Linked DNA regions of Anas platyrhynchos: region 1 is linked to region 2. A link is a contact called in public Hi-C data. All regions are on one chromosome and are shown on one strand. Each heading gives the region's core, a stretch centred on a gene start, on an enhancer-like site or on the middle of the called end of the contact. The rest is flanking DNA. Distances are from core to core; before and after follow the strand shown. Region 1 holds the start of GSAP (gamma-secretase activating protein). Region 2 overlaps PTPN12 (protein tyrosine phosphatase non-receptor type 12).

The links. Hi-C and Micro-C count contacts between places; a contact is called where the count stands out from the background.
Region 1: a Hi-C map of liver shows a contact between it and region 2, with 4 times the contacts expected there. The contact joins the promoter of GSAP here to the enhancer-like site in region 2. A contact is called at or near these places in 2 of 8 Hi-C or Micro-C datasets (liver and skeletal muscle).

The regions. Positions count from the first base shown.
Region 1 is chr1:12,947,895-12,950,594 of IASCAAS_PekinDuck_T2T, reverse strand. GSAP (gamma-secretase activating protein) reads right to left here and starts at 1,410. Exons shown (of 31, transcript XM_072030397.1): 1 at 1,270-1,410. The coding sequence starts at 1,354. It overlaps LOC106015179 (a long non-coding RNA gene), which reads left to right and starts at 1,460. Exons shown (of 3, transcript XR_002399365.4): 1 at 1,460-1,598; 2 at 1,846-1,990.
Region 2 is chr1:12,898,601-12,901,332 of IASCAAS_PekinDuck_T2T, reverse strand. The region is part of intron 1 of PTPN12 (protein tyrosine phosphatase non-receptor type 12); the gene reads left to right. Among named protein-coding and RNA genes, the nearest start is that of PTPN12, 13 kb to the left of the region's middle. Within about 2 kb of position 1,407, at least 1 of the 8 cell types and tissues checked has an H3K27ac peak or open chromatin away from gene starts, as enhancers often do.

The DNA.
Region 1 (2,700 bases), core at 161-2,660, 49 kb before region 2:
AAATGAGCATCACACTAGGGGAGGGGAAAAGTCTTTATAAAGAAAACCTAAAACACAATACGGAAAAGTTAGTACTGGCTCAGATGCGCCTTCCAATCTAATACTCCGTATTATCAGGTGCAATTACTGACAAATGAGTCTGCATTGCATTTGAGAAAGCTTGAAGCCATTGTCCCTCCCCCAAACACAATTCATCACCTTTCTGATATCTTTATGACACAGATGCACAGGTGAATTGATTACGTTCCAAGATTTTCAGAGTTTTACCTCAAAACCCTTCAGGGGATAGCGCACTGACTGTTTGTCAGTAAACTGCCTTGTATCCGTGAAATAACTTTTAACGGATTTCGTCAGAGACAGCCTGGCCATTAACTTTGCTTTTATAAAACCAAAAAAAATATATAATTTTTGATTTACAACAAAGAAGCTCTGAAGAAGTATTTGATAACAGCCCCCTGACACGTGAGGCAAGTTAGCTAATGCAACCGAAGGACTTGAGGTTTGGAGTTCCCGACATGGCGCATCAACCACCATCTATTTCTATTGAAGCAATTGTTATGGGGTTGCAACTCTCTCTTTTAGACTACAGTTTCCATCAGTTTTTGAGAAGAAAAAAAAAAAAAAAAAAAAAAAAAAAAAAAAAAAAAGTGCTGAACTCACTTGCCTACAGATGAATGAGAACAAACACAAGTGAAAAACCACAGGGCCCAGAATACAGTGGGGTCATTCTTGTTTTTTTTTTTGTTTTTTTTTTTTTTCCAACCACCACCACACCAAGCGCTCACTAATTTCGCTACTGCCCTATGGCGTGACACCCAACGCTACCTAATTTTAATTAGCGCTCCTTCACCGCGCAGACAAAAGTGTTGTTTTTCATTATTTATTTTTGGCTGGGGGGGAGGTGGCGGGGGGTTCTCTCCTCAGAAAGGGTAGGAGGGTGGGAGAAGCGGGCATAACAATAAAAAAAAAAATACTTTTTGAGAAAACGAAAAAGAGTCGAGGAAGAAGAATCTCGCTGTGAGGTGCAGAAGAGCTTTGGGGGTGTAAAAAGCGCCCTGAAACCCGCAAAACTGTCGCCCCCCCCCCCACCCTCAGCTGCACGGACCCGCGGGCGGAGCCCCCCTCAGCGAGGTTAGGCTCGCCCTGTCCCGGCCGGGGGCAGCCCAACGCCGCCGCCATTACCCGCGGCGCTGAGGGGAAGGGGAGGGGAAGAAGGAGGGAAAGGGGAAATGCCGGGGCTCTCCTCGGCGCCCCCCGCCGCGGCGTTACCTAGAGCCGCAGCCCAACCCCGCTCGGCCAGCCAGGGCCCCACATCCCTCTGCAGGTCGAACTCGGCCGCCAGGTGCAGCAACATGGCGGCGCCGCCTCCTCACGCCGCCATCGGGCGGCCCCGTTCTCCCCCCCCTCCCTTCCTCGCTCCGGCCTCGCCGCTGCCCGCTTCCCCCCAGCCGGCTCCTGACGGGGCGGCCGCCGCCACGGGCCGGCCCCTCGGGGCAGCTCGGAGCGCATTGGGCCCGCCTGGTGTCGCTCAGCCACCGGCCCGCCTCGCTCCGGCCCCCGCCGGGGAGCGGGGATGTGGAGCTTGTTCCCGTGTGGGTGTGAGTGCAGGGGGAGCCGCGGGCTGTGGGTTGTGTGTTGGAGCTGGAGGCAGTGCTCCTCCGTGGTGTATCTCTGCTGTTCATAAGCTCGGCTGACTCACAGCGCCGTGAGGAATTGCCTGTGGAGTCAGTGTCAAAGTGTAGTCAGCTGGTGGCCGCTGGTTAAAAGGCTCTGGTCATCATTACCAGGCTCACATTCAGCTCAGAAGTGTTAGGCGTTTCCCATTAACAGTCCCTATTTTCCCAGATTGCACATTGCAGTTGTTCCTCAGTCAGGCTGAGTCTCTACAAACAGCATTTGCAGCCCAGCTCGGACCTCAGGCTGTCCTCTCAGGCCTCTCTGGCGTGATCCTGCCGTTCATCCACCTTGAAATCGTGAAAGAGCAAAGGAGGTAAAGCTTAGTGTGAACTTCAGGACTTCGTTCTTTTTTTTTAAGCGTTTGAAAATACTCGCAGTGCTGATAAGATGCTGCTTCGTGGCTATCTATAGCATGCCTGTAATTACCATTTCCCTTCCGGTGCTGTGTGATGTCAGTGGCTAAAAGTGGCAGAAAAAGTGGATAGGCTGTAATAGCACACACCAAACTACCATACTGCAAGTACAGAACAGCTTGAACCAGTTCTAAGAGGTAATCCAGTACCAAGCTTTTTCCTTCCTTTCTAAGCTTTATAAAGGCCGGATCAGAATCTGGTATAACTGCAAAATCCAGATGAGAGGCAAGTTGACGATCAGCTGCAAAGCAAAAGTGCTTTCTCTCAAATTCCCTTGGCTACTTTTACAAGTTTATCATAACTTTCATAATCATCATTTTTCTTAGAGCTCATTGGATCAAGTGATTGTGCAAGAATCTGGAATTTTTATTTCAGAGACAGAAAACAGAGATAAGATCCCAAATGGATGCATTTTGTAAGAGATGAGGTAGGGATAATTCATGATTATGAGTATTTGGAGTTGACTCAAAAAGATTTGGAGTTGATTCAAAAAGAGAAGCAAGCAAAGGAGGGAAGCCAAGCCAAAGAAATGACTGATTCTCTAACTATGTGCAAAAAGGGAAATTTTCACATGGAGAAAATCTCCTGTGCCCAGAGCTACAGAGTTCAG
Region 2 (2,732 bases), core at 158-2,657:
GAAGGGCATCTCCTGCAAAAAATTTTCTTCCATGGCATGGTGGAAATGCTGGTGCTTGTGGGCTTCCTTTTGCCTTCCTCTACGGCTGTCTCTTGATTTATCTTGAGGTTGTTGGATCTGGCTTCTGAGCACTGTATAAACAAGATGCCCTTTGGGAATTGTACGTTTCTGTCAGCCAGTAGTTGGATCACCCCGGCGAAGTGTGTCGTTTTCCACTGGGCTTAGTACGTGTGTCAGATCGTACGCAAATTACAGCCTGTGTATTTGATTCAGCACATCTCAGCTCAGAGCTGTCTTGGATATTTTGGTTTCATTCTGCTTCTGAAGGCTTCTCTTTTCCTTTCCACTTTACTCCTATTCTTACCACTGTAGTGCTGGGATGGCTTCCTCATATTTAAGCCATCGGTTGTTACTGTTTTGGGAATGGTGATGCCATTGCGGGGCGAGTGGAAGAAGAGAGTGGAAAACGGTGTGAATGAGTTCAATGTCCTTGTCCATCCTCATCTTTGTCTTCCTTTAGCCAGGAAATTCTTCAGAACAAGCATTAGCTTATACAGGTTATGGATTTAAGGAACTGAAGGCAAGTAATTGTAGTGTAGTTTGGTACCCTTTTCAGCTGCGCAAGCATTAATTGCTTGATCAGTTGTTGGGTTATAATAAGAGGGAAGGTAATGAGTCTTTTTTTTTTTGTCCTGTTTGTTTTACTGAACTAAATGGCCCATGTACAGCTGGCTGCCCTGTTTGAGGGTGGTTTTAAACTCAGTACAGAACAGCTTAGCCATGCATTTTGTTGGTTTTATTATCCTTTTCAACAGAAAGTTAGCTTGCAAATGTTGTTTAGCTCTGATCAACGTGTTTAATAAGTAAAAATCTTAGTGTGTGAGCTCTGGACAGTGAGGCAAGAAGCCTGGGAAGCAGGACAGTGAAGCTTAACCAGACTGGTAAAAAGCAGCTTCAGGGACTGAAATGGCTTCTCCAGAGTTATTGTGAATGTAAGTCTGTTTTTTGTCTCAGTTGGGCTTTCTTTATTTGCATTGGAAAGGGCCTTGGTAAGAATCATCATGCACACTCTTCCCTATCAGTTTTCATGTTATGGCCTGTTCATTTCACCAGGATTAACTTTCCAGTGTTAGCATTGGACCAGTCAGTTGCTTATGGATCTGTCTCCTCACAAAGAGGAGCCCTAATATTGAACCATATTGTCCAAGCTTGGTTTTCACCAAGGTTCCCAAAGAACTCATTTGACTATCTTGAAATAAACATTAAAACCTGGCAGCTACAAGGGCGCAGTTGACACACAGAGAACAGCAGTGCAGTTTGCACTGGGGTCGTGGTGCAACCTTCTCTCAAGCAGCGTGTGCATCGGCGTTCAGACACGAGGTGCTGCTCGCCACAAGGCATGCTGTGTCCTGGTGAGACGCTGATAAATCACTGCTGCTGTGACTGGATTCATTTTGGCCGCCCTGTAAGCCTTCCTGTAGTTTGCATTTTAAAGCCAGGAGGTAGTAATGCTGCATGTCTCATCCTATTACTTGTCATGCACTTACTGTCTCTTAAGGACAAATGTGTATTCCTGTCTGGGCTCATTAGCATTAATTGCCATTCTCCTTACCCCTTGGAATACTGATGCGTGATGCTAGAAACTGGGAATGAGAAGAAGGTGGCCTTTAAGGGAAGGCAGCACACAAGGATTAAGGAGGCGAGAGCTTTAGAAAAATGCTGCTGTTCTTTAAAGTCAGGCTGCAGCAGATGCTTAACTGGTTGTTGAAATGAAATCGAGGTATTTTAAAATTATTGATTTTTGTTTGGAATGCTGCCGCTTGCATCGAGGGAAAATAAGGTTGAGAAAACTGTGTCCTACTTACTTAAAACATTTTACTAAGTGTGGGGTGTTCTGGTATTTGGAAACAATTTTTTCACCCCAATCCAAACTGCACACATTATCTAGCTCATTTCCTTGCCAGAAATACTGTAGTAGGCAGTAGCCTCGTTAGGATTTTAGAGGTTTTATTTTTTGCTGACTGAAGATTTACCTGTTTTCAAACCAAAAAGCAAGTCAAGTAGTTATTTAATGAGTATAAATAGCAATGCAACCTCTTTCATATAAGCTATTCAGTACTATGTAGCATCACTTTCCTTTTTTTTTAACAAAAAAGAAACCCATGCTTTGCTTGCTTTTACTATTTCCTATCTTAATCTAAAATTCTAGATTCCATTCTTTCTTGTCTAGCCTTTCCAAGCGCAGCTGTGATAGATCTGTTCTGAGGAAGTAACTGTAATGCAACTTTCCTCGTTTGCTCTATTTCATCTACTTATTTTGTCACCCTGAGGAGCCGTGACTGGTGGTTTCACAAACTTTTCCGTTGGCTAAAAGTGTAATTAAGTGTTGGTCCTCTGATTTTGACAGCTGCAAGTTCAGTGCTCTGTAAGATGCTGTAAATTTCAGTTGTTCTTTCAGGAGATCAAAACTTTGTTGATGGAGAAAAAAAGCAGTGAAGAGCAAAAGCTTTAGGAGGATACAGTCAAAGGCAGGAGATGCCTTCCTATTTCAGCTCGCTAAAATGCAGCGTCAACTCCACAAGGTATTTGCAGCTTCTTTGCGTTAGCAGGTTAGCAGCCTGCTGCTCGTTCTGCAATGCATGTTGAGCAATCCACCGAGCTGAAAGAGGCAGCAAAAGGGTAGCAGTTCTGTTTGTGCCAGGAATTGTCACCAGTATTTGCAATCAAACAAG